Regions from separate parts of the Mus musculus genome. Here regions 2 and 3 are each linked to region 1. A link is a contact called in public ChIA-PET and HiChIP or PLAC-seq data. All regions are on one chromosome and are shown on one strand. Each heading gives the region's core, a stretch centred on a gene start, on an enhancer-like site or on the middle of the called end of the contact. The rest is flanking DNA. Distances are from core to core; before and after follow the strand shown. Region 1 holds the start of Nrip1 (nuclear receptor interacting protein 1). Region 2 has its middle 34 kb from the start of Gm41474. Region 3 has its middle 54 kb from the start of Samsn1.

Evidence for each region. ChIA-PET counts read pairs in DNA pulled down with a chosen protein or histone mark. HiChIP or PLAC-seq counts read pairs in DNA pulled down with a chosen protein or histone mark.
Region 2: a contact with region 1 is called in an H3K4me3 HiChIP or PLAC-seq map of bone marrow-derived macrophages, with 5 times the contacts expected there. The contact joins the enhancer-like site here to the promoter of Nrip1 in region 1. A contact is called at or near these places in 8 of 39 promoter capture datasets (the 3T3-L1 cell line, the C10 cell line, cranial neural crest and 5 more), 2 of 484 Hi-C or Micro-C datasets (bone marrow-derived macrophages and ventricular fibroblasts), 7 of 115 datasets of contacts at active chromatin or transcription factors (the 230-238 cell line, bone marrow-derived macrophages, embryonic forebrain and 3 more) and 1 of 9 other capture datasets (macrophages).
Region 3: a contact with region 1 is called in an RNA polymerase II ChIA-PET map of memory CD8 T cells, with 14 read pairs. The contact joins the enhancer-like site here to the promoter of Nrip1 in region 1. A contact is called at or near these places in 1 of 39 promoter capture datasets (hippocampal neurons), 1 of 484 Hi-C or Micro-C datasets (regulatory T cells), 7 of 115 datasets of contacts at active chromatin or transcription factors (bone marrow-derived macrophages, effector CD8 T cells, embryonic limb bud and 4 more) and 2 of 9 other capture datasets (adipose tissue and macrophages).

Annotation. Positions count from the first base shown.
Region 1 is chr16:76,371,229-76,374,918 of GRCm38.p6, forward strand. Nrip1 (nuclear receptor interacting protein 1) reads right to left here and starts at 1,821. Exons shown (of 4, transcript NM_173440.3): 1 at 1,644-1,821.
Region 2 is chr16:75,715,818-75,719,507 of GRCm38.p6, forward strand. No RefSeq gene overlaps it. Among named protein-coding and RNA genes, the nearest start is that of Gm41474, 34 kb to the left of the region's middle. Within about 2 kb of position 1,779, at least 55 of the 459 cell types and tissues checked have an H3K27ac peak or open chromatin away from gene starts, as enhancers often do. A contact at or near this core is called in bone marrow-derived macrophages and pancreatic cancer cells, where this site is marked.
Region 3 is chr16:75,853,791-75,857,480 of GRCm38.p6, forward strand. No RefSeq gene overlaps it. Among named protein-coding and RNA genes, the nearest start is that of Samsn1, 54 kb to the right of the region's middle. Within about 2 kb of position 2,106, at least 95 of the 459 cell types and tissues checked have an H3K27ac peak or open chromatin away from gene starts, as enhancers often do. A contact at or near this core is called in adipose tissue, bone marrow-derived macrophages, effector CD8 T cells and 3 more, where this site is marked.

The DNA.
Region 1 (3,690 bases), core at 571-3,070:
GCAGGTACTGCCTGCTACAATTCTGACTCTCCTTCTTTGTCTACAGTAACTAAGTCCTGTACAGAAATTTCCTGTTGGTTTTGAAGTCCCTGAATCAATTAAACCCTGTTGGATATTACCAAACTGCTGGGCAAAACCAGGGCAACTCACTTGGAAGTGGAAGATTTCAACATACTCCAGACAGCAGCCACTCTTAGGGGCCGTGCATAGGAAGCACCGTTTGTTTAAAAAGTCGACTTATTTCACTCTTAGACAAAGGTGGCAACCTGATGATTAAACACTGGATAATTGCATCTGGAAGATGCCGCCCACTTGCTAAACCTGTGATTCACTAATAAGCGGGTTCAATGTAATTCATAACTTTAAAGAATTACTAAAGCCCCTGCTTTACAAAACCCAAGAAACACAGACCACACATCATTTAAGCATGTATTCGTATACACAGACACAGACAGACAGACAGACATGCCAATCTTGGTTTACTTTTAGTCTGTCTCTCTTTCTCTAAAAACACGGTTTTCCTTCAGTGTCACAATCAGCTTACATGAGCAGACAAACTCCAGCCTGGTGCCACAAAAAAATGAGTTAAAAGTTCTTGCACCTAATCATGTCCGGACTTTCCCCCAACTAAAATGACCCATTAATTAAAACAACAACGACGACGACAAAGTATTTTAACGTGAAATTACCTAACGTTCCGTTTTTCGTTTACGACCTCCAGAATCCAGTTAAATTACTGACATGATGGAAGGTAGAAACTCCTGGAATGCCTTAGAGATCAACATGTGTCAGACTCTCTGCCTGTCCGCCTTTTAAACACAGTGGATTCCTTTGTTCCTTCAGTCTGAATATCAACTCCTGATTAAAATTTGGAAAGTACTTTGGAAAGGGATAGGAGGGTCTGGGGAATGTTTGCACGCTAGAGGGTTTCTTCTAACAACAATAGTATTAAAGGAGGACAGTGGCACCAGAGAGGAGAGCGGTCTCCCCGGACTTTACCAGGCTCATGCGAGTGAACCCCCTCTCGGATGCTGGGGGAACTGGGCTGAGGCCTCGGGTGCAAGGAGCCTCGCCCTCCCTCGGCAAGCGGGGAGCTCGTGCCCAGCAGGCCGGGCCTGGGGCTCAGTGCTGCCCCTTCTCCGAGTCACTTTTCCCGGCCGGGGATCGGCGAGCACCGCGCAAGGGAGACGGCAGCGATAGGCGGGGAGCAGCGCGGGCGCCACCGAGAGCACCGCTGGGCGGCAGGACCGAGCGGCGCGGCAGCCAGCGCCCGGGGCTCGGGGCCAACGGGGGCAGCTGGGCGGGCGAGCTCGACCGGGGCCCCGCGACCCGGCCACCCGCGTGGGTCCCGGCGCAGAACACCCAGGGCGGCTGCGCCCCTCGCGCCAAGGCTGGCACGGACGAGCCCGCGGCTGGGAACTCCACAACTTGGCGGCTGCGCCGGCCGGGCCCGCGAGTTCCAGGGGAGAGCCGGAGCGGGGCGCGGCGGAGGGCTGTCCCCGGGATCCGTGTTCCCGGAGCTCCCCGCGGGCCTCCCCCGGCCTCCGCCGCCTCCACGGGCCGCGCACCCAGGCCGTGCCCGGGCGGCGCGGCGTCCGCTCCCGCGAGCTCCGCACGGAGCCCGGGCCGCGATTGCCACTCACCGAGGCCGCCGCGGCTCCGGGCCGCCGATCCGCGTCGCTCCCTCCTTCCCAGGTTAGCCGTGCCCTGCGGCCGCGCGAGGCCACGGGCGCTGCGCTCGGGCGGGCTGGGGCCGGCTCGTCCTCCGCCTGCGCCGCGGTCGCCGTCGCCTCCCGAGTTCGGGGCTCTGCTGCAATGTCTGCGAGGCTGACTTTGAGCGCCTCGCTCGCCGCCCGCCCGCCGCAGCCGCGCTCCTCCCTCCGCCGCCGACTTCGCGGCGGCCGGGTCCCTCCCCTCGCTGCTCCACGCCATTCAGCTCTTCAGCCAAGTTTCTTAACCCTTTTCTGCCCCTCCCTCCCATTGTCACCCGGGCCGAGCGCGCACCCGGAGGCTCGGCGGAGCCGGGGAGCCCACCGGGCGTCTGCAGGCCTCCTCGCCGGTGCTCCGGGTGGGGGTCCGGGACTGATCGGCCTTGAAGGCAGAGAGAGGACGCGGTTGGACCCGGAGAAGGAGGGGGTGCTGTGCTTCCCGAGCCGGCGCCCTGGCTTCCCAGCCCCGTCCAGCCAGCCGCCTGGACAGATTCCCCGCTAGGGGCCAGGCGATCGCCCATGTCACCCGTGCCGGGGCAAACGCTGGGGGCACCACAGGGGCGTCGGGGCACCTTAATCCTACCCCAGGTTCCCCAGCCTACGTGCTGGCACCTTAAGTGTCTCCCTTTCTCCCGTTTCACCCCACAAACACGCGTTCTTTTGGCGCCCTTTACCCACCCTCAATTTCCACCTCCTTAAAATCTGTGTCCCGCTCAAATCCCGGAAGCTGCGGCGCTGTATAACTCTAGGTCATTTTGACCCCATGCTCAGCACCTAGTAGGACCCAGTGATAAATATGGCATGATTCCAAGCGGAAAACTGGAAAGGAGACCTGAGGAGTGCACAGCTAGCTCCCTAGACGGACGCAGGACCCAGGAACCTGGTTTCTCTTCTGCTGCTTTGTCACTGCGAAGTCTCCAGCAGGGTCTGCCCGCCAAACTGCACCACCCCCAGGAAGGATCTGACCCAACAGGACTAGGAGATGGGCTGTCACTTCTTTAAAGCAGCTCTTGCTGGGTTCAGAGTCTCAATAAATAACAATTACATCATATAGCCAGGGTGGCAATGCAGGGAAACTTGGGTTTCCTGCAGCCTGGTCTCGCTGAACCCGCCTCTAAATTTGAGGTGGGCTAACAGATTGGTGAGGCGAGAAAGTGGAGGGAGGAGAGAAAAATAAGAAACCATGATCTCTTCCTCGCCTTGTGTTTTCTGCTTTTAAAACCTATTCTCTCTACTCCCTTCATATCTTACTTGTGAAGCCTCCTTTTAACGCTCCCCCTACCCCAGATGTCTCTGTCTCGTTTGTTTTTGACTCTAGTCATGAAAAGAATTACCTGCGGGAAGACTTGTGGTTGCAGAAGTTGTTTTTGTTTGACATTAAAAAAAAAAAAAAAAGGCTAAAGTACATCTTCGATTCACCCTAAACTCTGAAGTGCTATCCCTGCCTTAAAATACTTACTAAGACAATTTTGTGGATGAAGCTTTCTACTCTCATATGTTTTCATATCCTTAAGAATTTCGGTAGCATTTGGAAGCAGTTATTGATGCACACCAAAACCAAAAATTATCCAAGTGACCCAACCGTATTCTTTACTGTTATATAATAGCTCTATAGCTATTTTTCGGATTTTTCAAATGAAAAACGTCTGGGGTATCTTCCCAATCTTTAAAGTAAAGGCAATTTTTCAAATCAATTCTTAATAAAGCTATATTCTAGCACAGTCCTGAGCACATGCAGGAAATATTTTCCTTAATGGCGATGATGGTGCATTTTAAAATACTTATTATCTGTCCTCCTAGTGACTCACCTATGCAATCTGTTGTCATCTAAGGTAGTGTCAATCTCATGTAACAGCATAGCACTCGCATATGCCGCAGTTCAAAATCTGCTTAAAGCAAATTAGTAAAGGCAGCATTAATCCCAGGCATCATTACCTGTCCGGCATCATTTATCCGGGATTGACAAAAAGCAAATAATTGC
Region 2 (3,690 bases), core at 529-3,028, 660 kb before region 1:
GGCATAGTGCTGTGAGCCAGTAATGGGGTCCTGGGCCCACTACCCCTCAGGGCATCCACACCCACTCGGCATGAAGGGGAAGATGGGGAAGACAGAGGCTGTGTATGGGATAGAACCCAGTTGGATCCTGAGTCAAAGAGTATGGAGGGGCTGGAAGAGAGAAGGCCTTCTCCAGGAGATTTAGGTGGAGGTGTCTACTATGGAGGCCTCCCCAAGGGTTCCTTGATGAAGAGATTTTTCCTTGTTTATTCAGACTGCTTTGTTTGATGATGGATGTGAATGCATATGCCTTACTCAGGGTGTACCAGGTATTAAATACCTTTTGCAAGAAGGAACGCCCAGGAAGAGAAGCTCATTGGCTGAATGCTTGGGGCCTATCTAGATGCTACATTAACATAGAGAACTCCAGGTTTTTATGCTACATGACTGATTGCCATGGTTCTCTCAGTGGGGCGCTGTGGTTACATGTTCCAGAGGGAGTAGAGTTAGGCAGGGAGTTGGCCCCACTCCTACTGTTCTCAAATCTGAGATTCACCAGGTTTGGTCTCATTCAACCTTACCAGTCCACTTATCCCACAGAATAACATATCTAAAGATGATAATATTTGTAGTTCATAGAAATATAGGGGAGTATGTTAGTATAGATAATATTTGCAAAGTTTTAGATAATTTTCAGGTAATCTTTAATTAATGTATAAGAATGTAAAATCCCCAAAGATATAATTAAGAATACATTGAAATGGTTAAAGAAGTCATATGTTCACAATCCTTAGTATCTGAATTTCTAATTCCGTATTAATTCAGTTTGACAATCACTGATTTAGAATAATAAGGAACATAAAATAGAATGACTTGTGGAACTACCTGGATTTTGAACAAACCCTGTCTGTAACGAATCTTCAGCAATCACATATGTGTATGGTGAATGAAGAAAGGGTAAAGTATTTGTCCATGCATCCTCTTGCCTGTAGAGATTTCTTCATTGTGTTTATTATAAAGCACTTAAAATTGTATAGTTCAATAGGTATCAGTTATGGGAGTTCTCTGATTCTTTGGTAGAATTCTGGGGGTTACTTATTTATACTATCATATCATCTGCAAATACCAATATATTGATTTTTTTCCTTTCCAATTTGTATCCTCTTGATATCTTAAGTTCTATTATAACTCTTGCTAAAACTCCAAGTACTGAATAAATATGGAAAGAGTGAACAGTCTCGATTTTAGTGGAATTGTTTTGTTTCTGTCCATTTAATTTGACATTGGCTATTGGCTTGCTATGTAGTGCCTTTATGTATTGTGTTTGGATAAGGAGACTGTATGCCTGATCTCTCCAAGACTTTTATCATGAAGAGGTGTGATATTTTGTTAAAGGCTTCTTCAGCACCTACTGAGATTATCATGTAGGTTTTTTTTTCCATGTTTCTTTCTATGGTGGATTACATTGAATTTCATATTAGTTCATGGATCTCTTAGGTCAGACTTTTTCCTACAAACAAATTTGAAAACGACATATCTTTAAAGTGTGGATCAATACAATACTTTTTTTGTTCCTATCATCTGACCATTTTACTTGTCTAATATTATACCAATAATGGCATCAGAGGCATAATCTTAGGTTAAAAAGAATATAAAGCCTAGCTCAGTGAGACAACTTAATTTTCTTATGTAGACAGCATGTTAATAAAAAAAAAATTAGAACAGGGCTGAGTTGGATGTCACAGAAAGGAGCAGCTAGCTCATGTCAGCTGTGTGTAGTAGATAAGAGTTGCATGAGCAGCCAGCTCACAGCAGCTCTCCAGCTCATGTCAGCTCAGTGGAGAGCAAATAAAAATGAAGTGCTATGTAATGATGTAAGGCTAGGGAGTGACTGCCCCTTGTAGCTAATAAAAACAGAAGCTCACAGCAGGCAGGAGGAAACCTTGATACTTCCACAGTGAAGATTGTCATACTATCTGGCTCTCTGACCAGAGGAAAACTGACTGCCACCCTGGCTGCATGGAGATGAGAGGATCCAGAGGAAAAAGCTGCCACCTGGGACACTCTGAGTAAGGGACAGTTTGAGTGCAAGCCTTTAGGCCACTTGCTCATTGCTCAAATACCCCATGCACGTGTTGTAAACTGACATTAGTCATTGTGGTGATGAGCCAGCCTTGCTTGTGAGTCTCTCCGCCACTTCCTTCTGAGTCAGGCACTCTATGCATGTGTTGTGAACTGATACTTGCCATTGTAGTGAATAACCCTTGAGATCAAACATTATCTGGACTCTGTCTCTCCTTCCCAGCCTTAAGCTGGTCATGGATCATGACAGTTGGCATAGTTGGCATCATTTTACCATAAGGCAAAATCCTGAGAAGGAAACTGGACCCTCTAAGGACCATAGTAGTCCCAATTATTCTAAGTTTCACCAAATTGGTAATGGCCTCTGGTTGTACAAAATTAATTACAGCCCAGGTGCAGAACTAGCCAGAGCTGTAAGGAAGAAAGTGAAAGAAGGGATCACCACCCCAAAGCCTACTGCTGTTGAAGCCAACTGCTGCTGAGGTGGTAGGAAGAGCCAGGGTGCAGGTTGAAGGACCTCATCATTAGCTGATCACCAATACTCTGATCCCAACTGCTGCATTCGAGGTAGAGAGAGTGAAAGGTGCAGGGAAAGAATATTACCAGCACCTGGATGCCAACTGCTGCCTATGTAGCAGGAAGAGGGGAAGGTACAGGAAAACCCATCCGAGAATGCCTAGCCAAATGCCTCATGAGAAGGGCAGATAAATTATTGGAAAAAGTAGTAAGAAAGCTACCCCCAAATTCACTTTGGGTAGTATATAAAAAAAGAAAACTATTAAATCTCTATACTCCCTAGCATATATATTAACATCAGAATGAAGGAACTAGTTAGTGGCTTCAAAACCACGGAAGGGAGTTCAGATGCCACAGATCCACAGAGAGAAAATGGTTTGGAACAACCAAAAGAAACTTGGGTTTAAGGAAGTGAAGATTGAGGTACCTCTAACAAATCCACAAGTAGTAGAGCCACTGCTAGAGCACACGGCTAGTAAAGAAGTCCCAGCAATACTTATGAAAACCATAGTGGACATAGATAAAGACAGCTAATATAACTAAGAAATGGAGGGGCTGGCAAACAATCCCATTAAAGATGTTACTCTAACCCCGGACCTAGGCAAGACAGCCATATCCCTCACAGTGACATCTTGGAAGGTTAATATATCTAGATGATTCATATTATTTGGTAATAGAGATGAGAAGCAAATAGAAATTAGACCATACACACCTCAAGAAATAAGTCAATTGAGCCAAGAATATGCCCATGATGGAATGAAGGATGCATCCTATAAGATAAAGCTCTGAGGAAAAAAAGAGCAGACACATAATGCTGTCAGAACTAGAGATGAGGAAAATTAAGAATATAGTAGAGAAAACCAGCAGTGTATGAAGCTTTAGAGAAAGTTCTAGACACTGCTTGAGACGATGTACACCCTCTCCTGGGCTGGATAACCACAGCCTGGATGTATATGCATTTCTATCCTTAGACCTTACACAATTTGAAGCAGCAGCAAAATGGAACACTTTCCAAGAAGAGGCCATTCAGCTAGTGAGAAAACTAGGAGTATGGTTTATATATAATGAAGTAGTTACACCATAGGCTGCTCCATTTTTACGACAATTCAAAAC
Region 3 (3,690 bases), core at 856-3,355, 520 kb before region 1:
CCTTCTAATTATTGTCTCTAGTAAAATACTTAAGCATTACTTCCTGAATCTTGGATTCTAACGCACAATAAAAATTCAAAGGGAACGATGTTTGTTTCTGTAAAGAGAGGCAGATTCCCCCCCCCCCCAGGGCATTTTCAGTGAATGCTTCGAGAAGAAATGAGTAAAGGTTTGAAGAACAGTTGCAGAAAACAAAGTTACTACTGTGCATGAGTCCGTGTAGCCTTCGGGCATGAGCTCTGTGCATCTCCTTTTGTTGAGTTCTCTATATTGTTATGAATATGCATATCGGGGAAAAGCCTTCCATCTGCTTTCTTTTAGCTGATTCTATCACATTTTGAGTTGTGCATCATTATTGAGCTTCAGAGAAAGATGATCCTTTTACATTACATATGGATATAAGAGAGCGAACGACTTGATGAATTGCAAACAAGTATAATTTATATGGACAAAGTATGCCAGAAGTGGTTTTCACCCCCATCTTCCTCTGCAAATGCTGCGTAGGGTTCCTGCCCATTTTATTGGCCTGGTGCCCAAAAACTTAAAAGAGAAAATGATCCTTAGCCATGTGCATCACTATTCCACTCCTGCCCTATGAAGAAACAGTGTTCTGCTCTTGGGCATACATGGGATCCCAGAAGGTCCAAGATATCACAGAATCTGCTAAACCCAGCTTTCATTCCTTTATAGTTTTTACATTTGTAAAATATAACACAGAACAAAACTAAGTGTTGCAAATGGACACATGAGAAGTTTTCATGATGCAGATGTGGAAGTGGGGTAATGGAAAGCCCATATACATTCTTTGTAACATGTTAGCATTTTGATAGCCCATGGAATCTTATGCCCCAATGTGCACAGGCTCCATATATATGCAAATACTCACATTAACAGTGCCTTCTTAAGGGATTCTCTGTTGCCCATTGCTCAATCAATTGAGGCTCTGTCATTTGTGAGAAACCAAGGCCCATGACACTAACAATCCCAATTTTAATTTTTCATTCATTAAAATAAATAATAATTTATATATTTAATAATTCATTCTTAAAATTATTCCTTTCATGTCCAAGAGTGTTGAACCAAGGCTGAGTGCAGTATTGTGTCTTTCTGAACTGATCAGGTGCAAACAATGAAATAATGTGTCAGGTAAAACTTATGAGCTGAGTTCTCTATGAGCTGACTCTCTTTCATTGCTTCTGGACAGCAAAATTGTTCTTTAGATCTCAGGCCATTTATGTATGAAAAATTTCAAGATACTATGAGTAAATACCTGTATGATTATACAGTGATTACTGCTTCTATCTTTCGACTAGAACTTAGTGGGGGGAAATGAAGTTGTATATATAAAAATTGTAGTGGCTTTCATACAAATACTACCTGGATTGTATTGAGTACTTCATATATACATCCTATAATTTATACCACTTTTAGATTTAAAAAGATCACCTTTTTGTGATAAATGCTTGAATATTGTCACACAGTTCTTGAAAGCAGATGACTCAACTCCATAACCTTTAGTTTATAGGCATACATACACAAAGAGTGTGCAGAGGAATTCCGCAGTTACATGGAGGTTGAACAAAATTAGGGTTAGTTCTATTTGATTTCCCACAGCTCAAACACCTATCAAAGTAAACCTCTAGCTAGGTTTTATTGACTAATCTCTGAAACTTTTCATAAATTTAGTAGGGCCACTCCCTCTATCAAGAGTATTGGAAGCCTCAATGCTACTTAGATAGGAGCGCTTTTGGTGGCAGTATAGAGCAGTGCTGCGTAAGAGGAGGGGTTATCTAAAATGTCATCATATATTGTTCTCAGAACCTAACGCTTACAGCGGAAATTTCTCAACATTAAATGTCATCATTTTGCCACACTCAGGAAGTTGCAAAACACGTAGCTATAACCTCAGTGCAATGGAACATGACTGAAACCTAATAGTCAGCTACTGAGCACTCTTTTTAGTTTTCTTTCCGTCGATCTCTCTTAGCAATCTGATTAAAAAAAATAAAAAGTCACTAATAACACACTTTAGTTAAAGATACTGTTCAGGTTCATACATATCAGTTATAGAGTTGATGGAAAACCAGAACCGAAATGGTCTGAATTTTGTATTTATCAAAAAACAAACAAAGTAAAAAACCTGAACTTGATCTGATGGGGCAGGCCTGTAATTCTAGTAACTCAGGAGGCAGGGGCAGGGGGATCACAAAGAATAAGGCCATTCTGAACCTTATGTAGACAGACAGACAGACAAGAAGAGACAGAAACAGTGAGAGAAAGACACACACACACACACACACACAGAGAGAGAGAGAGAGAGAGAGAGAGAGAGAGAGAGACAGAGAGAGACAGAGAGAGAGACATCGAGAGATAGAGAGGCAGAGAGGCAGAGAGAGACAGAGGGGCAGGAGTGATACAGTTCTTGCCGTATATATACATGCTGTAGGATTTAGCCCCAAGGACTGAATATTGCTGTTATATTAGAACATTTTATTTATTTAATGGGAATAAATTTTCTCTAGCCTTCTCTACTGTCAGAGCTAAATTTGCTAATATCAGAAACCTCTGGGATAAGTTAATCGCTGCATACTAGAGAGGGTTTACAGCTGTATAAAGCTACCTGGGAACTACTAGCTCAAACAGCTAGATTCTGCTGTCTTCCTGATGCACATTCTTTGGTCCAAAAGACCTTTATTGAACCAGTTTAAGTAATGAATGTGATTGGGCAACTTGCCAGGTTTGAACCTTCAGAACCAATAAGAATATCCTGTAAATATTAACTTCATGGCTTTCTGACTCTTCTCATCTGCTCTTAAAGAGCCCAGACTTTCTTCTAGAAAAGGCAGCAGGACATAGAGTTTTGCATAAGGTCTTTCTTGCTTTTCTGCGTTGCTCCAGTCAGTGCTCTGTGTATGGGCAGTGGGTGAGAACCTGATCTCTTTCTTCTGATTTGACCTCTTTGGCACTGATCACACTGATGCCAGACTCACTCCTGTAGGTGTGTCCTCATCAGCTCTTTCTCCTGGCTACTTAACACTTCTTCAGTTTTGTTTGTTTATTTTGTTTTTGTTTTGTTTTGTTTTGTTTTTAACTTTTCTCTTTTCTCCCTTTTGTAAGAACTCAGACTTTCTTTGCTTGTATCTCCCCAAAGCCTCTTTAGAATATCCCTAAATCCTCAACTGGCATGAAACTTTCATTTTCAAGGGATAGAAATTGGGAAAAAGTTTTACTCATTAGGAATAGACTGGCATTGTTTTGTTATTCTGTAGTTACTTTCCAATCTAGAATTTCCTCGCCTTGCCATAAAAAAGTTACGTTCTTTTAAACAACATGAGAGAGTAGGGGTAGGGCAGTTTAAAAATTAATGACATTAGTGCCTGTGCTGTGTCCAAGAACAGTTTCTAGACTAGTCTGCTAACAGTGGTCACCACAGTCAGGAAAACACCGGGTTTGCTGGGAAGGAAAGAGATGCACATGCAACACACTTGATGTGGGGATGTTGGTGAGATTAGGTGTGTTAAAGATGCCGGAGACTAAAACTATTGGGTTGTTCTCAGCATTCAGAATATTTTACCTTGCCTGAGTTTTATTACCTGTTATTTATTTCATTTTTAAAGATGTGTGTGTATGTATGTATGTATGTATGTGTCTGTGTGTGTGTGTGTCTGTTTGTGTGTGTGTGTCTGTGTG